Linked DNA regions of Mus musculus: region 2 is linked to region 1. The links are chromatin contacts, called in public HiChIP or PLAC-seq maps. All regions are on one chromosome and are shown on one strand. The core of a region is the stretch at or near the end of the contact, and the rest is flanking DNA. Distances in the headings are between cores, read along the strand shown. Region 1 overlaps Gm39546 (a long non-coding RNA gene). Region 2 has its middle 13 kb from the start of Pdha1.

Region 1 (4,809 bases), core at 1,596-4,095:
TCTCTAGGTAATAGCTGGTAAGGTGGCTAGCAATCTGAGGCCTTACTTCTTCCGTGTATTTGAAGTGAGGCCACCCCTTAGTCCGGTCCCATTCCCCAGCAGGTGTCTCTTGCAGGCCCATAACTGGCATAAGCTCCTGCATAGCCACTTTTCGAGCCACGTGATCTGCCTGGTTATTGCCTCAGGCCACTGAGTCTCTTCCTTTCTGATATCCTGGGCAGTGAATAATACAATTGCTGACTTCATCAGGGCATCCAAGAGAGCCAAGATTTCTTGCTTGATTTTTATTTCTTTCCCCTCTGATGTGAGCAGTCCTCTCTCTTGGTATATAGATAGCCCCGTGGACATGGGCTGTGGCAAAGGCAAACCTGCTATCCGTGTAGATGTTAATTTTCTTGCGGGCCCCAAATTCCAAGGCTTTGGTGAGGGCAATTAGCTCCGCTTTCTGCACCGATATGCTGGGGGGGGGTAAATGGTTCAACCCAGGTGCCATTTGTGCCATCTACCACAGCAGTACCCGCTCGTCTCTGACCTTCATGGAGAAAACTGCTCCTGTCTGTAAAGCAGGTAGCCTCAGCTCCCAGCAGGGGTCTGTTGGAAAGGTCTTTCCTCCATCCATGGGCTCTACTTTTGGGCCAGTTAGTTGTCAGGCAGGAAGTGTATCTGGGCCCCCATTTGGAGAGTAAGTCTCACCCCAACAGAGGGTAGGGATAGTCTGGAATGGCCATAAATGAATGGGATACCCAGCCCATCCCTAGGTCTAGTGGGCAGTCCATGAATACATTTTGGTGCCAGTGTTCTTTGGACCCAAGATCTTTTCTTGGTAATGGAGCCATCCGCTTGGAGGAGGACCGAGTGTTGAGCCCGTGTCCACCAAGAATTGAGTGGGTTTCCCCTCCACTCCCAGAGTTACCCTTGCTTTGAGGAGGGGTCCAAACCTCATCCCCCCTAGTCACTGTCTTCTCCCAGGGCTAACTAACATCTTCGCCGTCTGGGGCTACTTTTTCCAAGGCCTGGGATTTCCTACCCCTGGATTCCATTTGTTAGCTCACTCTTGAGTCCAGTGGCCCTTCTCTTTGCAATATGCACACCAGGTCTTTTCAAGGGGGTTTCTGTCTCTCTTTTGGTTGGAGTCTCTCTTCTCTGCATTCCCGGACTACTGTATCCACGATTCTCTGTAAATTCCTTTTCTGTTACCTTTCTTTTTTTTCATCTCCCTTTCATCCTCTTCCTTTCTCTTTCTCTTTCTCTTTCTCTTTCTCTTTCTCTTTCTCTTTCTCTTTCTCTCTCTGCTCCTTCTCCTCCTCTGTCTCCCTGTTACAGTAGACTTTCTCAGCAACCTGCACTAAATCCCTCAGTGATTTATCCTGCAGTTCCTCTAGCCTCTGAAGCCTTTTCCCGCTACCTCTACTAGCCTGGTCTATAAAAGCCATAGTCACAGTAGCTTTGTGCTTCTCACTGCTGGGGTCATAGGGTGTATATTGGAAGAATGCCTCCATGAGCTGCTCTAGAAAGGCTGAGAGTGACTCATCTGGTCCCTGCGTAACCTCATGTACCTTGGTCAAATTGGTGGGTCATTGTGTGGCCCCCTTGAGATCTGCCAACAAAGCCTGATGGTAGACCTTCAGGTGCCCCTTATCTTCTGCTGTATTAAAGTCCCAGCCAGGTCTAGTCAGGGGAAACCCACTGTTGATGACAGCCTGGTCAATCGATGGTGCCCCCGTGTCTGAAGGCCATTCTTTCTGGCTTCCTGTATTATCCTCTCTCACTCTTCGGTCGGTCGTGAGGATCACTCTCATGAGTTGTTGGATATCATCCCAGGTGGGCTGATAAATAAATAAAACAGTCTCAAAGAGATTAATCAGCCCCTTGGGGTTATCTAAAAGGAGGGGGATGTTGGGCCTTCCAGTTGTACAAGTTGGCAGAAGAGAGGTGCCAATATTGCATAGCCTGATTGCTCTTGTCTAGAGGTGGGAGAGCCACTGTGGTATCAGGGGAGGTAGTTCTCAGACTTTGGGTCCCCATAGCAGGACCAGTTGGGGGGGATCTCCTCCCACTCCTCCCTCTGGTAAATGGGGGTGCAATAGCACCCTTATGGACTGAGGATCCTGGGACTGGTTCTGGCACTGGTGGGGCCATGGGGGGCAAGGGTAGGGGAATATGGAGGAGAAAGGTCTTGGAGCAAAAGGTCCACTGTTGAAGGGTCTTGGAGGATCGACTTCTTCTCAGGTCCGGATCCCTCCTCCCGTGCTTCCTTTTCCCTGACAGCCAGAACCTGCCAGGTGGGTCTTAGGGAAAGACCCTTTTATCCATGGGGGTAAGGGGAGCCCTCCATGAGATTCTTCCAGGTAACTATATAGGGCACTTGGTCTGGATTCCTGAGGGATCCTGGCCTAAAGACTCTCTCCTCTACTGCTTTGATCACCTGCAAGTCCCTACGGGTGACCACCTTACTCCGAAGTTGGGCCATTCAGAGAAGCAGAGAGTAACTAACTTCTCCTACTACTGACAAGTTTTCTCCTCTTTCCCTAACTTCCCTCCAGTGGTTAACTAGGATGTTTAACCGGGTAGATTCAGTCTGTTTTATGTCCAAAAATAACGTCAGTCCAAGTCCAAGAACACAGAAAAAGACAATCAACACACAGACAGTTCGCCCCTGCCACAGGCACAGAAACCAGGTTATACAGACAGTTCTCGCCCCTGCCATGGGTGTAGAAACCAGGTTATAGCAAGACTTGGTCGGCTTCCACTAATGCTGTGTCTTGCTGCTTCCAAAAGGAGCAGAGTCATCCCAACTCCCTCCGGGGGTGGGGGTGGGGCCTGAAGCGTCCTCCAGATTCCCCAGGGTCAGAGGCACGTTTGCCTGCCGCCATTGACCGCAGCAGACCAGAGGCTTTCCAGCCAATACACTGTGCTTTCGAGCCAAAAGTGAAAGCAAAAGACAGAGAAACGGACACAGACAGACAAACGCTTATGAATAAGCGCCTGCTGTCGTGCTTGGTCTTTTTCCCTCCAATAAGTCTAGTGGGTGGTCACTAGGGGAGTCTCCTCGAATCCTGGATGAAGCTCCCAAATGTAAGACCTCCCCCCCAACCCTCGGTCAATGGTACTTACTTTGCGATGCCCCCTAGTGAGACACTGGGACACAGATCAATGCAAAAGCAAGAGGTTTATTTTCCAGGGTCAACCCTCAATCGGTCCCTTGAGGTGAGTGACAAGAAGGCGACCCTAAATGGCTATTACAAGCAGTTTTTACATCACAGAGACACAGGTTACGTCAGCAAGGTTAACTCTATCGGCTAGCAAGCATGGCCTGCATTGGAACTCTACTGGGACTTTCCCGAGGGTCCAGTGACATCAGTCAGTACATTCTGAGAATTTTTTACTCAAGAAGATTCCAGTGAGTGGAGAATGGAACTTGGCCTAGCCTTGACCGGAGGCAGGTGGGTGTAAGTCTGGCGAAAGCCCCTAGAGCCCTCCAAGAGTCTCCGTCTCCTCCCTAGCAATTGTTTATTTGGAGAGCACTGGTGACCGGCCTGGTATAGGCCTGGTATATCTTGCAGCTCTCAGCTTGGAAATTACAGTTTTTCTGGACTTGTGGTTTTTTTTTTTTTTTTTTTTTTTTTACATCCTGAGTATCATGAGTCCCCTCTTTCTCCTGCAAGGAGTTTTTCTGTTAGTATAAAAATGCTATGGGCTGGTGAGATGGCTCAGTGGGTAAGAGTACCCGACTGCTCTTCCAAAGGTCCGGAGTTCAAATCCCAGCAACCACATGGTGGCTCACAACCATCAGTAATGAGATCTGACGCCCTCTTCTGGTGTGTCTGAAGACAGCTACAGTGTACTTACATACAATAAATAAATAAATCTTTAAAAAAAAACGTTATACAAGTCGGGCAGTGGTGGCGCACACCTTTGATCCAAGCAGTTGGGAGGCAGAGACACGCAGATTTCTGAGTTCCAGGCCAGCCTGGTCTAAAGAGTGAGTTCCAGGACAGCCAGGGCTACACAGAGAAACCCTGTCTCAAAAAACGAAAAAAAAAAAAAGCTATACAACAGAATGTACATACATACATACTAACACATACATACGTGCACATATATACATCTTCCTCTAGAGAATAATGACTATTATATGCTTAAATCAGAAAAAAATTTAAAGGGCAATTAATTCATGCTTTGATATAGGCTTAGGCAAAGTACTCACCATCCATGTCATTTGTTGGAGAAAGAGAGAGATTCAGAGGAAAATTAATAGGTGGGTCTGACGTGTATTGCAGCTCCCCTTCTATGTGGCTTTTTTTGAAAAGGCTGTTAGGAATAAAAAATAAAGTAGGGCAGATAACTCCTTTGTCCCTTGAAAACACTGCTGGCCTAGATTTCCCCAGAGTTTGTGTGTGTGTTCTATTTTAGGTTGTATTGAGTGTGGTCGCAGTATTAACGTCAATGTTTAGATCACACATTGAAAGAGCCACATGTGTTTCCTGCTAATTGTTAATGACAGTTGATGGGTAATGCTGAGCTGGCCTTGACTTCTCCTTTTCTTCTGGCCCGTGATACAAACTTTTTTTTTGGGGGGGGGCATGGTCACTGTTCTTTCTTTTTGTTGTTTTATTTTTTTTATTTTTTTATTTGAGACAAGATTTCATGTAGGCCAAGGCTCACTTTCAACTATTGATCTTCGTATCTCTACTGTCCAATGCAGAGATGAGTTATGCACCACTTGGATAACCTTTACTTTATGCCTCTCTCTCTCTCTCTCTCTCTCTCTGTGTGTGTGTGTGTGTGTGTGTGTGTAGGATTACTGGG
Region 2 (4,809 bases), core at 672-3,171, 640 kb before region 1:
CCTTATAAAACAGTCATCTCTTTTTACATATTGAAACACATCCTGAGGAATTGGTCATAGCAGAGAAGGTCTTTTTAGCATGAAACAGGCCCAACACAAAGTTTATGCAATTGTACATCTCTGTTTCAGTCTTACTACAGTTGCAGTACCCCCTAGTGGAGTTTATCTTCAATGGCACACCAAAGAAGATTGTCCCCTTGTTATCCTGGGTAGAGTTCCACGTAGCCATCTGCTCACAAATGGGTGATGTTTTCCTTGTGATTCCTACCATGGAATTGATCTGTATGGGATTATTATGTCATTACAATTTTTCCTCCTTCTACAATGTAAGTTGAATATGTGATAGATTTTTAAAAATGCATTTTAAGGGCAATGGGGATATGACTCAGTATGTAATAGTGCTTGCTGTGTAAGCATGAGTTCAAATCCTCAGTACCCAAGCAAAAATCTGGCTGTGACTATGCACATGCCTGCAACCCCAGCTATGTGGGGGGGGGGGGGCAGAGACAGGAGGATCACTGGGACTTGCTGGTGGCCAACTTAGTCCCAGGTTCAGTAAGAGACCCAGTCTGGGGTCATAAGATGGAGAGCAATATAACAAGACACCTAACATTCTCTTCTGATCTCTGAGTGAACACAAGGCACACTTCCCAACACACACACATGCATATGCGTGCACACACACACAAAAATTCATTATGAACCTATTTCCCATTAATTCATGTATTTATTCACTCTGCATCTGAACAACACCCCCCCTCCTCTTTCCAGTTCCCCTTCATGCAGCCCTTCTCCTATTCACCCTCCCCTTCACCTCTGGGAGGGGGAGGTCCCCTTGGGTATCCCCTCACTCTGGCACATCAAGTCACTGCAGGACTAGGCACATCCTTCTCCACTGAGGCCAGACAAGGCAGCACAGTCTTCAGACAGTCAACAGAGTCAAGGTAAGCCTAGGCTTTACTTTTTGGGAGACCTCTTCAAGAAGACAAAGCTGCACATCTGCTACATATGTGTGGAGGTTGAGGAGGGTAGGTCCAGCCTGCGTATGCTCTTTGGTTGGTGGTTCAGTCTCTGAGAACCCCAAGGGTCCAGGTTAGTTGACACAGTTGGTCTTCTTGTGGAGTTTCTATCCCCTTCAGGTTCCTCAATCCTTCCCCTAACTCTTCTCTAGACTTGCCAAGCTCTGTTTAATGTTTGGCTGTGAGCCTCTGCACCTGTTTTGGTCAACTGCTGGATAGAGTGTCTCAGAGGACAGTTATGCTAGGCAAGCATAACAGAGTATCATTAATAGTGTCAGATACTAGTTCTTGCCTGTGGTATGGATCTCAAGTTGGGCTGGTTATTGGTTGCCCATTCCCTCAGTCTCTGCTCCATCTTTGTCCCTGCACATCTTATAGGCAGGACACATTTTGGGTCGAAGGTTTTATGGATGGGTTGATGTCCATATCCCTCCACTGGGAGCCTGCCTGGCTACAGGAGGTGGCCATTTCAGGTTCCATATCCCCACTGCGAGGAGTCTCAGCTAGAGCCACCCCCATAGACTCCCTGGAGCCTCCCCATCCCAGGTCTCTGGTGCATCCTAGAGATGCCCCCCCCCTCTCTTGCCTGTTGCCCACCCATCTGTTCAGTCTCTTCCTGCCCTCTCTTTCTCGCTCTCCCTATACCTTATCCCCTCACCCCTGTTCCCCTCCCCATCTCTTCTCCTACCCAGTTTCCTTCATCTATCCACCTAGGATGGGTATTTTATTTCCCCTCCTGAGTGAGATTCAAAGATCCTCTCTTGGGTCCTCCTTGTTATTTAGCTTTGAGTCTGTGAATATCCTGTACTGTATGGCTAATATCCACTTATGAGTACATACCATGCATATCCTTTCGGGTCTGAGTAGTAACCTAACTACTGATCCGTGTAGCCAAGCAACACACTACAAAGTACTGGCTGCTTCCTCTTATGATCACATGGCTGGGCTGGAAACTATGGCTGTTGCTACAGAGAAGGTGTTTTCTGATTGGGATTTCTTGTTCCCCAGTGTTAGAGTATAACCTGCTAGTATTATCCAGCTATTGCAGAACAAAGGCTTCTCTATTACAATGCTGATGCTGATGAAAGATGCTGCTTAGTTGAATTGCCAAAGATTCTAAAGTACATGATTGGTCTTCAGACTTGTACCCAAGCTACTGGAAAAGGACTGAAGGCCTATGCTTCTTTCTTATGAGGCAGTTACACACTCCGCTGCATATCCTGTCTCATGCACAGCCTGTTCTCCTGAGTGTGGTAACATCATCTGTCCTTGTGATGCCTGACTAGGCTGACGTGCTGGTCCAAAGCCTACTCAGTCATGTGACAGGGCCTTCCAAAAAAGCAACCATAAGGCCATGACTTTCAGGGTCCCTGGCCTTGGGCTCCTGGGTTGCTCTATTCTGCTCATGCAGGGACAAAGACCCCTCGGAATTCATGTCCCCCACATCTCCAGAATACCACTTTCCCACTCAAACTTATTCCTAGCACTTCTTAGATTAGTCAATACATTCCTCTGTTACAAGATTTTTTTTATTTTAATTTTTGAGAGAAGGTATCTTATGTATGGCAGGCTAGTCTCAAATTTGGTATGCAATTTAGGATGACCTTTCACTTCCATCTTACAAGTGGCGGGATTATAGGCATACACCATCACACTTGCTTTTTACATGTAGTTTTGAGGTTTGAGTTCAGGGCTCAGTGCATGATCAGTAAGTGCTCTACCAACTGAGCTGTACTTCCAGACCTCTGGTACAAACATAAGTAGGGTACTCTCACAGGCTTTCTAATAGATGGACTACTGATGAGGATTCTTCAACCCCGCATGGCACAGGTCTTCCTGTGTGACTCCCTGATTAGGGTACATCACAGGGTAAATGGCTGATCTGGGATGTAGAAGAGTCCAGTTAATTAGTAGATGTGTTGATGGCACTCTTGACCGAATTCTAGTCATTGCACATAGTATAGATCCAAGGAGCATGAAATTATTGTGCATGCATTTACTCCCTTACTGTTAAAAGCCTAACATATGGGCTATTAGGCAAAATCTCAGGAATTCTGTGTTCTAGTTTCAGCTTGTCACCATCTTCCTTTAGCCTTGGACCTTAATTTATTCATGAGCAAAAGGCCTAAATTGCCCAGTGCTGGAAATAACCCCAGTCCCTAAAGTGTTATGGAGATACTATTTTCCAGACAGGCTGAGCTGGATAGTGAGATCAGTCTCAATAAAATAAAATAAAATAAAATAAAATAAAATAAAATAAAATAAAGCCAAAATAAGAGAAAAAAAGTCCCTGAAGGTAGCACTAACATACCAAAGTGGAATACCAACTTTCTTTAAGGAAGGCATGGCAGAAAGTCCCCCTCACAGTATGTTAGCATTGACAGGGTGGCAGGAAGCAGTGATACAAGAGAAAATGGGGTGAGACACACTCCATCCATCTTTGCTCACATTTTCTGAATAGACATAATTTTGAATATATTTCTATGAATAGGCACATAGGTCTGGCATTTTTACTGTTGCCCCAATAAAAGCTGACCTATCATGGGAATAACCTTAGGGAATCAATAGACTTAGGTAGAATCTGGACCACAGATGGGCCAGATTACCAAAGGCAACTCAAGCAGTGCCTTACTGTTCTATTGCTGCGATGAAGCATCATTGAAGCATCATGACCAAGGCAATGTAAAGCATAAGGCATTTATCTGGGGAACTGCTTACATTTTCAGAGGCTTAGTCCATCCTCCACATGGCAGAAAGCTTGGTGCCATGCAGGCAGATAGGCCACCAGGCAGGAGGAGGCATGGTGCTGGAGCAGTAGCTGAGAGCTCACATCTGAGCTACAAGTTACAGGCAAAGAGAAGACAAGGCCACACATGCTAATTCTTCCCAAACGGTTCCACTAACTGCGGATCAAATATTCCAATATGAGCCTAGGGGCTCATTCTCATGCAGACTACCACATTCCTTACCAAATTTGGGGGCCAGGAAAGCAAACCAAGAGCCACTAACTTAGTGAAGTGTGCTAGCTTCATTGGAAGAAAAGGCACAATTCTCCCATAGCCCGTGCCCACCCCCCTTTGTTTTTTGATGTAGGGACTCCAGAGTCCATATTAGCCTGAAAAACACTTCATGAAACAAGCTGGCTGGATTTTACAGTGCTCTTTCTGCCTTAGCTTATGAAGTGCTGAGATTACAAGTGTGAGCCAGTAGGCCTGGTTCTCATGGCCATTTGAAACATCGCCATAACACACCTGCCTACATTTCTAAAGTAAAAGATGTAGATAGTCTAACCTAGGCACACACAGCAGGTATAGACTTTTTAATGGCTGTGGATTTAAGAAGTTAAAGCCATTTGTTGGAGGCAAACGCATGGGCTTGAAAAGTGACAGTAAACAGAGAACCCATGTGGCTGTAACAGCTGTGAGTGTAGCCTGACTTGGATGTTAGTTCAGTGACTCAAATACCACTTGAAGCCTTGCTGTTGGTTATAGGATCTTTCTGTGGTGGTAGATAATGCCTGGAAAATCCCCAAACAAAGCATATTATTGACATCATTGTCGCTCTCTTCACTTAGCAAGCACTTTTGTATTTCCAGCAAATCCCAGAATGCCTCATGAAAGTTTTTACCCCATGAATGGCCAAAGGAAAGAATTTTCAAGTTGTGTGAGAAGGATGAATAGTGATAGGGTGATGGCTTGGTAGGTTTGAGTGCTTCTGGCTATGCAAGCATTAGTACCAGCGTTCTGACCCATAGTTCCCATGGAAAAGTCTAATGTAGCAGCATGCAGCT

Evidence for each region. HiChIP or PLAC-seq counts read pairs in DNA pulled down with a chosen protein or histone mark.
Region 2: a contact with region 1 is called in an H3K27ac HiChIP or PLAC-seq map of large pre-B cells, with 5 times the contacts expected there. The contact joins two enhancer-like sites. A contact is called at or near these places in 1 of 484 Hi-C or Micro-C datasets (embryonic stem cells) and 1 of 115 datasets of contacts at active chromatin or transcription factors (large pre-B cells).

What each region holds. Positions count from the first base shown.
Region 1 is chrX:159,508,852-159,513,660 of GRCm38.p6, reverse strand. Gm39546 (a long non-coding RNA gene) reads left to right here. Exons shown (of 3, transcript XR_878290.2): 2 at 4,800-4,809. Among named protein-coding and RNA genes, the nearest start is that of Gm39546, 5.3 kb to the left of the region's middle. Within about 2 kb of position 2,845, at least 79 of the 459 cell types and tissues checked have an H3K27ac peak or open chromatin away from gene starts, as enhancers often do.
Region 2 is chrX:160,148,688-160,153,496 of GRCm38.p6, reverse strand. No RefSeq gene overlaps it. Among named protein-coding and RNA genes, the nearest start is that of Pdha1, 13 kb to the right of the region's middle. Within about 2 kb of position 1,921, at least 3 of the 459 cell types and tissues checked have an H3K27ac peak or open chromatin away from gene starts, as enhancers often do.